Linked DNA regions of Mus musculus: all the other regions are linked to region 3. Evidence: chromatin contacts called from public promoter capture Hi-C data. All regions are on one chromosome and are shown on one strand. The core of a region is the stretch at or near the end of the contact, and the rest is flanking DNA. Distances in the headings are between cores, read along the strand shown. Region 1 holds the start of Ggnbp1 (gametogenetin binding protein 1). Region 2 holds the start of Phf1 (PHD finger protein 1). Region 3 holds the start of Mettl26 (methyltransferase like 26).

The links. Promoter capture Hi-C pulls out the DNA fragments that hold promoters and counts their contacts. Capture Hi-C pulls out chosen DNA fragments and counts their contacts.
Region 1: a contact with region 3 is called in a promoter capture Hi-C map of embryonic stem cells, with 4 times the contacts expected there. The contact joins the promoter of Ggnbp1 here to the promoter of Mettl26 in region 3. A contact is called at or near these places in 8 of 39 promoter capture datasets (the C10 cell line, embryonic stem cells, hematopoietic stem and progenitor cells and 4 more) and 1 of 115 datasets of contacts at active chromatin or transcription factors (pancreatic cancer cells).
Region 2: a contact with region 3 is called in a promoter capture Hi-C map of adipose tissue, with 2.8 times the contacts expected there. The contact joins the promoter of Phf1 here to the promoter of Mettl26 in region 3. A contact is called at or near these places in 3 of 39 promoter capture datasets (the 3T3-L1 cell line, hippocampal neurons and liver), 1 of 115 datasets of contacts at active chromatin or transcription factors (pancreatic cancer cells) and 1 of 9 other capture datasets (adipose tissue).

What each region holds. Positions count from the first base shown.
Region 1 is chr17:27,027,344-27,030,924 of GRCm38.p6, reverse strand. It overlaps Ggnbp1 (gametogenetin binding protein 1), which reads right to left and starts at 1,666. Exons shown (of 6, transcript NM_027544.2): 1 at 979-1,666; 2 at 125-249. The coding sequence starts at 1,466. Bak1 (BCL2-antagonist/killer 1) reads left to right here and starts at 2,298. Exons shown (of 6, transcript NM_007523.3): 1 at 2,298-2,514.
Region 2 is chr17:26,930,805-26,934,788 of GRCm38.p6, reverse strand. It overlaps Phf1 (PHD finger protein 1), which reads right to left and starts at 1,662. Exons shown (of 15, transcript NM_009343.3): 1 at 1,255-1,662; 2 at 421-595; 3 at 254-335; 4 at 63-158. The coding sequence starts at 579. Kifc5b (kinesin family member C5B) reads right to left here. Exons shown (of 11, transcript NM_053173.2): 11 at 2,210-2,685. The coding sequence ends at 2,641.
Region 3 is chr17:25,874,089-25,877,703 of GRCm38.p6, reverse strand. It overlaps Mettl26 (methyltransferase like 26), which reads right to left and starts at 2,204. Exons shown (of 6, transcript NM_026686.2): 1 at 1,978-2,204; 2 at 1,582-1,744; 3 at 1,425-1,484; 4 at 1,142-1,209; 5 at 965-1,043; 6 at 541-754. The coding sequence starts at 2,174. The coding sequence ends at 707. n-TGccc7 (a tRNA gene) reads right to left here and starts at 2,616; the gene lies at 2,546-2,616. It overlaps Wfikkn1 (WAP, FS, Ig, KU, and NTR-containing protein 1), which reads left to right. Exons shown (of 2, transcript NM_001100454.1): 2 at 1-76. The coding sequence ends at 14.

The DNA of each region.
Region 1 (3,581 bases), core at 417-2,916, 1.2 Mb before region 3:
TCCAACCTCAGATTCTGCCTCATGCCCTGCTGGGCTCCTGCCCCACCCCCACCCCCAGAAGTCTTAGAGGAGAGGCATCCATTTCTGCTCCCCTCCCCTCTGCCCCTCCCACCTGCATCCTTACCAAACTCAATTGGGCAGTGTTCATCCTCTTCCTCCTTGATGAAGGCCCCAGGGGTGAGCGCCAGTGGTCCCGGAACCCACTGTAAGCATCCTTGTTCTGTCTCCAGGGCCTGGCCAAAATGCTCCCTAAACCCAAAGCCACAGTCAGGTGGGGTCAGGGGACACCCACAAATGTGGCCTGACTCTACCTTGAGTCTCTCCACGGACCTGCTCTGTTCCCTGGGATAGCTAACAGAGGGGTTTCCCTACCACCTCTGGGGGACATAGGATGTGGGGAGCTAGGCACCTTCCAGACAGGGAACTGCTGCTAAGACCAGTGGGAGAGAAAGCCAGGCAGGAAAGTAGGGGTACAGGCTGGAGCAGAGCCTACTTCAGCGTACTTCTGTCCAGACTCTAGTGCACCCTTCCTAGCCTCTAGGATATTTTCTTTGGTTGTTCTTTGTTTTTTCAAGACAAGATACCCCTCGGTGTGGCCCTAGCTGTAGACCAGGCTGGCCTCAAATGCAGAGATCTGCCTGCCTCTGCCTCCTGAGTGCTGGGATGAAAGATGTGTGCCACCAATGTGTTTTGTTGTGCTGGGGACTAAACCCAGGCCTGGACCGTGCTAGGCAGGCGGTACTCCACTCTGAAGCCACACCTCAGTTCCCAGCCACTCCTCACACAGCCCTGTTTGCTGACCCTCCCTCCCTTGGGACCCTTAACTGTCCCTCATGGCTTTCACTATTCAGGACCCCTTACCCCAGCCCATTACAGCTGTGGGCTTCTAGTCATGGCCCTCATGCCTGCATCCTCCTTCTGTTCTAGCTAGATCAGGCTACCCCACCAGCCCTAGCACCAGCAGCACCAGCCCCTCACCTGTCTGAGGCCCCGGAGACCTCCCCTACTGGCTCCTCCTCCTCTCCTTTCTTCTCAGGTAGCTGCTCCAGAACCTCCCAGGTTCCTCTGAGAGGAACTGATGTTACCTCAACACCCTGGGCCCTTAGCTTCGGGACATCCTTGGAGGTGAGGGTCTGGGACCCTGAGTCCCCAGTGCCCAGCTCAAAGGCATCATGCCTCGGGTTGGAGGGAGCTGCAGAGAGAACCCTGGGCGGGGGCTCCCTCTTCCCATTAGAGGAAGCTGCAGAGTGGACCTTGGCCCGGGGCTCCTTCCTCCCACGACCTCCCTGGTGGCCCATCATTGGGGAGACAACATCTTGCTCCCATGAGGAGCTGGGCTGGCTCCTGGTCAGGGGCTTGTTAGTGCTCTTAGAACCGCCCTTACTCCCCACCAGGTTTCGGAGAAAGCGCAGCATGGAGGAGCAGCCTAAGATCCGTGACCGAGGGGTCCGCGCCGGGGCTGCCATCCTGAGTGGGACCCCGACTCAGGGAGAAGCCATGGCAGCCAGCCCAGGACCAACTGCTAGCAGAAACCTCCAGTTGGAAACTTCCAGAAGTTCTAGAAGGCAAAGAGGAGGTGGGGGTGGGGGGAGGCTATAACTGGAGGCTGGTGGGGGGGGGTCTACTGGAAGGAAAGCGGGTAGAGGGGTAGAGGGAGCTAGCCAGGGTCCAGCTCAGCAGGTCTCAGAGGAAGGCTGGAGATTGAGGGATGGTGAGACATAACACAACAGCACCCACAGGCTGTGGAAGCCTGGCTGAAGGCAGATAGGGCGGCCGGGGGGGGGGGGGAGGAGGGTGCACACGCTGAGAACAGGACATCATATGCTCCTGTCTATCCATAAACTCCTGTTTACTCTGGGTTTGAGATCAGTCCCTGCAGCTGCCAGGCTGCAGGGATCTAGGACAGCACAAATTCTGAGCTGCCCCTCCTCCTCCTCTTCTTCCTCCCCTTCCCCCTCCTCCTCCTCTCTTTTAGGGTGTTAGTAGCACAGGCTGGCCTCTATTTCATGATCCTCCTGCTTCAGCCTCTTGAACGCTGGGACTGCAGGTCAGCTCATCCTGGTTTTTGTTGTTGTCTGTGGTTTGCTTTTCACTAGAGGGAGAAGATGGAAGAGGAGGCCCGGGAATCAGAGACAGGAAAGGCAGAAAACAGAACGCTTTTCCCCTTGGCTGGGACAGGGCAGGCAGGGGAGGCTGTAGCTGCTTCCAAGCCCGGCCGAGGACCTTCCCCTAAGCAGCAGCCTCCCTGAGCGCCTGCATCCGGCGGCCACCGAGAACTTCCTCTAGAGGGAGCTGGTCATTGCCGGGAGCTGGGACCTCCTCTATGGTCACAAAGTCGCGAGGTTTCCTGGGCCAAGAGGCAACCCGAGGCGGCATCCAGCACCATGAATCCACTGATACCAGTTCCTGCCAGTCAGGCCTGAAACCTTGGCCCCTGGAAGCAGCCAGCAAGCCCTTCGGGGTCTTCGTCTTTGCACGGCTGAGCCATCCCACATCTGGAGCAGAGTCATTCAGGTACACGGGCAGCCAGTGCCAAATCCCACCGTCCTAATCCTGGGCAATTCTGGCCCAGGGTGGGGCAGAAACCTCCATCGGCAACCCGGTGAGGAGGGAGGCCTTGATGTGGCTTCCCTGGGAGGTTCTGAAAGGGAAGCTGCAGGCATGGTTCACACAGGGCCTCTGGCTATACATCAGAAGCGCCCCTTCCTGCCCGGTTCTGGTGGCCCTGGACTTTTATGTGGAAGGAGGGGAGGGTCAAGGTCATGAACAGAGACAGAAATTATACGGTTGATACTCCCTGCTGTACCAGGACACGGACAGTCCTCCCCCAGAATGATTCTAGGTACAGCCTAGTGGTCGGTTGTGAGGAACATGCATCCTGGGCCCAGCCAGTGGACATAATGGGAAGTCAAGGCGACTTGGATGGGGGCCAGGTGGGCCAGGGCAGCACTGGCTGTGGAGGGCTTTTCTGAGACTCTTCCTGCTCTCTAACAGTAAGCCTCCAGGGTGGTGTTATTATTACTATTATTATTTTGAGAGAGAGAGATGTGGATGAAGTCAGCGTCCCCTGGCCCTGCTGGCCTGGGATTACAAGGTACCAGGAAGAGCACCCTATCCCGGAAGGAGCCGTTGGGTAGACTATGCCCAGCAGAGGGTTGTCTTGATGAGGCCTGGCTCTCAGGGATGGCAAGAGGAGGGTCTGTCTGCTCACCCTGTCTCCATCAATGAAGAGGGAGGTGAAGGGGAGCCGGCCCTCCCCCACCCCTTTTCAAAGAGTGCTTCCTGCAGTGATGGAGGTGGCCCACATAGGGGTGGGAACTCTTGAAAGGGTGCAAACTGAAAGTGAAAGGTCTTGCCTCAGGAACTAACCGAACTCTGAGACAGGTCAAAGAGGAAAACGGGCTTGGGTGTGGCTATAACACCAGCCAGCCAATGGCTGAGTCAGGAGGATCAGGGATACAAGACTTTCCTCAGGCTGCCTAGAGGGAACCTGTCTGAAATGAACAAATAGACAGGTAGGTAGGTAGATAAATAAACCAATAACCAAAGAAGACAGCACCAAAGAGTATGGTGTGATTTGG
Region 2 (3,984 bases), core at 413-2,912, 1.1 Mb before region 3:
GGCTAGTGGCAACCCAGAAGACCCAGGGCAGACTGCACCACCTAAGTATCCTGGCCTCTCACCATGGCGACACTTCTCACAGCTGACCAGCCGGTTCCCAGGTACCACGGTCTCAGAGCGACACACACAACAGAGCAGCTCCTCCCCAGGGAGGGCAGCTGTGAGGGAACAAAGTGTCAGGAGGCCTACCAACAACCAGTGTCCCCACCCACTCCAGCTTCTGCTGTCACAGGCTTCAGTCTGAAGGTCTCACCTGGGCTGATATCCTTCCATAGAACCAGAAACTGGGAATCGTCCTCAAACTGGACCAGACACACCTCTCGAGCACTGTCCACCTGGAATGGGTGCCCAGTGATGCTAAAATGGGAATGAGAACTGACTGGAGACTGGGAAGGCAGTGAGATCAGAGGTGGGTCTTACCTTTTTGATGGTACCCAAGTACAGCAGCCCATCAGTCCATCTGGCCAGCACATCTTGGCCTTCCCAAAGCCGAGGTCTGGGGCCTGAGGTGGGAGCAGGGGAAGCTGGATCCCAGAGAGAGGGGGCACCCAAACGGCTCAGCCGGGGGAGCTGCGCCATTGCATCCTGGGGGGGCCTATTCCAAGATAGGATGGTTAGAGTTATGGGTGCTGAGAAAGTTTCCCTGAGCTCGTTGTTTTCTCTTATGGATAAAGAAACCCTGTTCCTGGTGGAGCAGCTCCAACGCCCCAGTCTTCTAATCCTGAGCCCTATAAAGGTGGGTGGCTCTGGTCAGCTTCTCGACTCTACTCTTTTCCATCTCCCCTGCCTCGTTTTGTAGTTTCCCAGCTCCTAGGGACTCAGGTGAAATGATCTTTGCGGAATCAAGGTTACCGCTTAGCTTCACCTTGCCCAGCTGTTTACAGGGATCCTAAATGGGGCAATCTGTTGCCCAGAGATGTTTTGGGAGCTTTTCTGAAGACGTTTCCCGAGTAGAAACAGCTGCCTCCCCAGGCCTGTGTGTCTTATTTAGAACCACCACCCTGGTGCCAGGTGATGTTAGGTCACCCTCAAATTTGGGGCTCTCTGACCCGGGATTAGATAACTTCCCTGAGTGCCCCAAGAGGGGGGCGTGTCCCTGTCCAAGTCTCTACTCCCCTACACTGTCAGTCCAAGGAGGGACTTGAGTCGCCCCAGCACAGACCCTAAGCTGAGACCAGGAGGCTCTCCAACCCTTCTTCCTCACCGACCCCCAGCTCCCTGCCCCCCTCTCCAGGCCTCCCGCCTCCTCCTTACCGGTGACAGCCGGGGCAGCTGGAAGCCAGGTAGGGTCAGACTCAAGAGACCTGGATGAGTCTCCGGTGCGGGAAGACTGAGTGTGAGCGCCGGGGGGCGTGCAGGCGGAGGCCAGGGGGTCCCCGGGCCCAGCCCCTCCGTCCTGGCGGCTCTGGGGCGTATGACGCAGCAGCCAAAGCAGCAGCAGCGGCAGGAGGAGTCGACAGAAGGAGGGAGGAGAGTGGAGGGTGGGGAGCACCAGGGGGAGGAGACGACAGAGGGACGGGCAGGCAGCACCTCCCTCACCTCCAGCGGGCCCGGAGGGCGCTGCGCTGTTGGGGGCGCGGCCGGTCGCGGAGGTCGAGGAAATCCCTGCAGCCCCTTTTTCGGATGGGAGGCTTGCTCTGGGTCAGCAGGAAATAACCTTCTTGGCAGCTAGCCTGCAGGTCAGGGCCGGGCCCCGCCCCATGCCACATCCGTTAGCTGCCCCGCCCCCGTGGCCACTCCAAGCTCCGCCTCCGCACGCGGCACCGCCCTCCCCATTCACGCTGCCTGTCGCCCCGCCCTTCTGCGCACGCGTAACCCCGCCTGTGCGCCGCACCTGGGCACACGGCCACTCCTCCGGCCGCGAGAGCACTGGTGTAGGTTTGCTCCTCCTGGGAGGGAAAGGACAAGGGGCTATTTGGAACTAGTACTGAGTTAGTGACGTGCCCACACCAGCCAATAGGCACTAGGCGGCACGGAACCATGGTTCGAACCGGTGGGCAGGGAAAGAAAGAGATTGTGGAGTGCACTGGCAGTCACACCAGACAAGAGCATTCCTGTTCTGGGCTGGGGCTGGGGCCTGGCAGTCCTAAGAAATTGTTAAGAGGGCCCAGTGCCGAAGGGTAGAGAAGAGGCATCAGGACGGCAAAGTGTGCCCCACCAAGTGAAAGCCCATAGCCTCACTCTGCAAACACATCACAATGGACATTTCTACGTGCTTACAGTATTTATTTACAATACCTTCCTTTGGCAGCTAAAACCGTTAAGTTAATAAAACCGTTTAGAGCTGTAACAAGGGCCGGGCTGGGAAGATGGCTGGGCGGTTAAGAGCACTGACTGATTTTGCAGAGGACCCACATGTATTCCATAATCCCAGTTCTTGAAGGACCTGAAGCCCTGTTCTGAACTCACTGGAGCAGGAGACATGCACATGGTGCATGCATATACACTCAGGCAAAACAACTGCACACAATTTTTTAAAATCTAAGATTAAGAAAAGGATTAACATACAAAAGATTATTCTTTATTACATAATAAATACCCAGTAATATCATGTCTCAACTCCCACCCACCCCCACCGAATAAATACACACTAAAACAGAGACGCATGCGCACTGGCTTGCAAGGGCTCTGGATCCGACTTCACTTCTTATTAGCCTGAGCAGTACCAATGACACACTGGTTCACCTGTGGACAGATAAACAGGGTCACACAAGGTCAAGGGTTACAGATGAGAAGCCTTCCCACTCTGCCCCGTGCTGGGCCCACATCTGAATCTCTGAAGTCTCTGTTATGGAAGCAGGTCCAGCCTGCCCCCTGGAGGGATGGTGATGCTATGTCCACTAAGCCTGGAAGAGACCGGACTGAAAAGACGAAGCTTTATAGTGCTGGCTAGTTTTTATGTCAACATGACACCGGCTACTCCTCATTTGAGAAGAGGGGACCTCAATTGAGAAAATATCCCATCAGATTGGCCTGTGAGCAAGCCTTTTCTTAATCAATGATTGATGTTGGAGGACCCAACCCTAGTGTGGGCCAGTGCCACCCCTGAAAAGGTGGTTCCCCAATGAGGTAAGAAAACCGGCTGAGGAAGCCAAGAGGAGCGAGCAGTAAACAGCACTCCATTATGGCCTAAAGAAGTTACTGATCTGACATCCCTGGACATGGACTAGTTCTTTCTATTTCACCTTGTTTTTGATCATGGAGTTTTATCACATTATTAGAAAGCTAACTGAGACACCTACACAAAAACTACAGTAGCAGAGAGGTCTCCATTTTCAGCAACACCCTGGACTAGACACACCAAAGCACTCCTGTCAAGACATTAAACTCCTTTGAAAACTAGAGCTCCTGGGGCTGGAGAGATGGCTCAGCAGTTAAGAGCACTGACTGCTCTTCCAGAGGTCCCAAGTTCAATTCCCAGCAACCACATGGTGGTTCACAACCATTTGTAATGAGATCTGATGCCCTCTTCTGGTGTGTCAGTGACAGTACACTTACATACAGGAAATAAATAAATCTTTAAAAAAAAGAAAGAGGGGCTGGTGAGATGGCTCAACAAGTAAGAGCACTCAACTGCTCTTCCGAAGGTCCTGAGTTCAAATCCCAGCAACCACATGGTGGCTCACAACCATTTGTAATGAGATCTGACTCCCTCTTCTGGTGTGTCTGAAGACAGCTACAGTGTACTTACATATAATAAATAAATAAATATTAAAAAGAAAGAAAGAAGGAAAACTAGGGCTCCTGAGGAAAAAAAAAATCACCACAGAAGAAAATTGGAGACATAGACTACTAGGTACAGATCAAAGGATACATGAGTGGTGGGATTTTTATTTAGTGGTAGAGAGCTTGCCCAGCCCAAAGAAATGAGACAGGAGCTAACTTGAAGGTCCTCATACTGACCAAAGATGTAGCACTGTGATGATCAAAGACGGATGGGTGTCAAGTATGTACACACCTATAATGCATGCCTTCCTAATAAAA
Region 3 (3,615 bases), core at 955-3,454:
GCTTCCAAGACTAGTTTTATGCACGATCCCCATCCCTGCCCTCCTTCCTGCTGAATAAATGTCCTTGCCTGTGGGAGTCATAGCCTCTGGGTCCCTTCTAGCTGCAGCGCCCCCACCCCCACCCCCACCAGCACCATCTCCACCCCACTCCCACCAACACTATCTCCACCCCACTCCCCACCCCCACCAGCACCATCTCCACCCCACTCCCACCCCCACCAGCACCATCTCCACCCCACTCCCACCAACACTATCTCCACCCCACTCCTCACCCCCACCAGCACTGTCTCCACCGCACCCCCACCAGCCCTATCTATTCAGTTGGAATCCTTCCAGTAGATGGAGCTTCCAGTTCCTAGTTGAGGTCACCAAGTAGCACCAACTCACTCTTGGGAGCCCTCAGACAGACATACAAGCTTGTCTCCAGGGACATAGGAGAAAGTCAGCTCAGTCCTGCTTCAGCTACACCCACCCCAAGCCCTAATCATCTCCCAGACCGGTCCCCTTTCGCCCTCTCCCAGGTATTCCCAGCAAGCAATGTGGTATAGATAGCCCACAGTGGGCTGGAAAGGATTTATTTTAAGGCCCCTTCAGAACAGGTTCTCTACAGCCCTGTGGCCACCAGACCAGGAGGGGCTAATTTATCCCAAGGACTGAGGGAGGGGCTGAGGTCTAGCTTGTACCGTGACAACTTTTGACAGAGATGCTATTCTTTCCGAAAAATCAGGCACTTGTTGTTGGCTGGCATGTCCACCTGGAAAAACGCTTTGCTGGAGTGACTTGGTTTTTTTTTTGTTGTTGTTGTTTTTGGTTTTTTCGAGACAGGGTTTCTCTGTGTAGCCTTGGCTGTCCTGGAACTCACTCTGCCTCCCAAGTGCTGGGATTACAGGCGTGCGCCACCATGCCAGGCTGGAGTGACTCTTAATCACAGGGAGGCTCCCCACCCCCACATCGCCCTGCCTACCATCCTCTCCAGGACCAAGCCACTGGCCTGGCCTAGTTCCTCCAGAAGGACTGTGTCACGAAGCCCCCACTCTGGGTTCCTGCAGTTGGGGAGGAAGGTAGAAGGCATTTGCAGAGTTGAGGTTATGATCCCGCCTACCCTCTCTCTGAGCCAAGCTACCTCCTAGCCAGATCTGACCTGCATCTGAGGGTCAGGTCAAAGTCCACGTTGCTCTGGGGAGAGATCTTCCCATTGACGGCATAGGGCTGTGAGAACAAGACACAATACATAGGCCCAAAGTCAGTCGTTCCCACACAGCTAGTTTGCAGGATAGGATGGAGTTCTTTCCATAGGAGTATAGAAAGAATAACTTTTTTCTGCACTCAAGAAGGAAAAGGGCTAGCTAGGTCCCGGGCCCTGGGCTTCAAGAGTGGGGAAACACCCAAGGCTGATAGGGGTGTCTTAAGGTAGGGTCACTCACCCCGTAGGTGATCAGCACAGCCTTGGTTTTGAGCAGGTGTCCTGCTGCTCTAAAGAGCCCCTGCAGAGGAAGGCAAGTAGGGCACAGTAAGCCGGGAGCTGGAGACTCATGCTTTCCTCTTTGCAACGTGAAAGCTGGGCTCCACAGTGGTCCCCACCTCTGTGCAGTTCAGGGGGCTGATGTGGATCATATTGATGCAGAGCAACAGGTCCAGCGATCGGGGTGGGATGCCGCCCCATTGCTCCCACTCCCAGGTCACGTCCAGGTACAGCGGAGCCTTCACATTGGACAACCCTTGGGCTCGGGTGGTGGCGGCAATGCTGTGGAGAGCAGCAGCGCATGGGCAAGGGCTGACGAGGCCCCTCAGTGATCGGGGTGTGGGGGGAAAGTCCTGAGGAGCAGCAAGCGGGTATCTTTGTCGACCCTACAGCCCATTGCTTCTACTACCTCAGTCTGGCACCCAAACCTAGGCCTGTCCTGATTTCCGGTCTGCCAGCCCCGCCGTTCACTCAGCCCCAAGCGGCCGCAAGGGAAAGACACCGCGCCGCCGCACCTGTCCAGGCAGCGTTGGTCCACGTCCGACGGCTGCCACTCGGCATTCGGGAAGGCCTGTGCAAAGTGTGCCGCGTGCTGTCCAGAGCCCGAGGCCACCTCGAGCACGCGAACACAGCGCTGGGCAGGATCCACATACTGGCGGAGTACGGACAGGATGGGCTCCTTGTTTCTCTCAGCAGCCGCAGCCATCATCATCGCAGCGGTGCGGCCAGCCCCAGCCAGAATGCGCGCGGGGCACCACGGGAGCTGTGGTCCAGCTCCTGCGCGGGGCACTACGGGAGTTGTGGTCGAAAGGGCCAGCCGCTTGCAACAGTATAACTGTTAGGAGGCCTCTCAACTCCTAAAAGGGTTTGCATCTGCGGGAAACTGATTCCGGCGGCCGGGATTTAGCGGTGACTTCGGACAAGGAACAAGGCTCGAGTAGAGGCTATGGTTTCCTGGAGTCTTTCAGCTGTATTTGTTTAAAAGCTCATTTGTTGCGTTTGCGCCTCACCTTTTTTGGAATGGTGTTTAAGATTGCAAGGCATCCTTCCTTTTCAGAGATGAACGGGAAAATAAAAAGAACATGCGCCGCCCGGGAATCGAACCCGGGTCGCAAGAATGGGAATCTTGCATGATACCACTACACCAGCGGCGCTGTTGAGCGAGACTGCAGTCCGTAGGGCATACGAATTGTGACGCAAGCATGTTAATGTAACAGCATTATGCCTGTGTCTTTTCTGTTGCGCTCCGTTTCTCTATTGGCAAGCGTTTGCAGAACAACATATCCCACCAGATCCCAAAGTGTTGTTGCTGTCGTCCAAGGGAAAGGAGAAAATGTGGGTACCGTGAGATTTATAGACAGGATTTGGTTCTGCGCCATGGAAACCATAGCGGTCGCGATCTCTTGGAAGCCTGAGGTCGCGCTCAGGTCCTGAGGTTCAACAAGCCAAGCCTTGTGGGCATGGGCGGTAACAGAATGGAGCTTGGGGAACCCAGATGCAGGAATCCTCGGGTCTGGGACACTTTGGGCTCAGATGAGCTTTGTGTGACGCTGAGACGGCTGGCATTAGCTCGAGGTCCACGGATAGATAGCAGGAGGCGGTCAGTGACTATTGAAATGAAATTCGAAGCGACAAGTGCACGGACAAGGGTACTTCTCTGATTCTCACCTTTGTGTGGTTTGAAGTGGTTCATTTCTCACAGGGGCTGGATTTTAGAAAATGTCCGAGACGTTCACGCTTGATTGCCAACAGTTAGTTCAAAGGTTGCGTGGGCTACTCTGCCCCATACTACATCATGGAGCTCAGGGTTAAACATGGCTCCTGCTTGGGGCTGTGTTTGAGGTGTCTATTCAGCCGGAGTGACCAGGGGTGTGAGTGTAGTCAAACTGTTAAACTATGTGAGTGACATGGCCCAAGGATGAGATATAGGGTGGCCACTCTAGAAATGCCTCTGAAAAGTTATCAGTCCAGACTCGGGGAAAGTCCTGAAGTCCAACCCCTCACCCACTCTGAGCAGCCCCTGACAGATGGTTATGGATGTCTGACATTGGTAGTGACCTTGACTGGACCTGAGTCAGACTCTCCCTTTTACAGCCTCAGCCTCTGCATACCTGGCTTGCTTTTCCCATAGATTATTCGTGGGATTTTGGGCA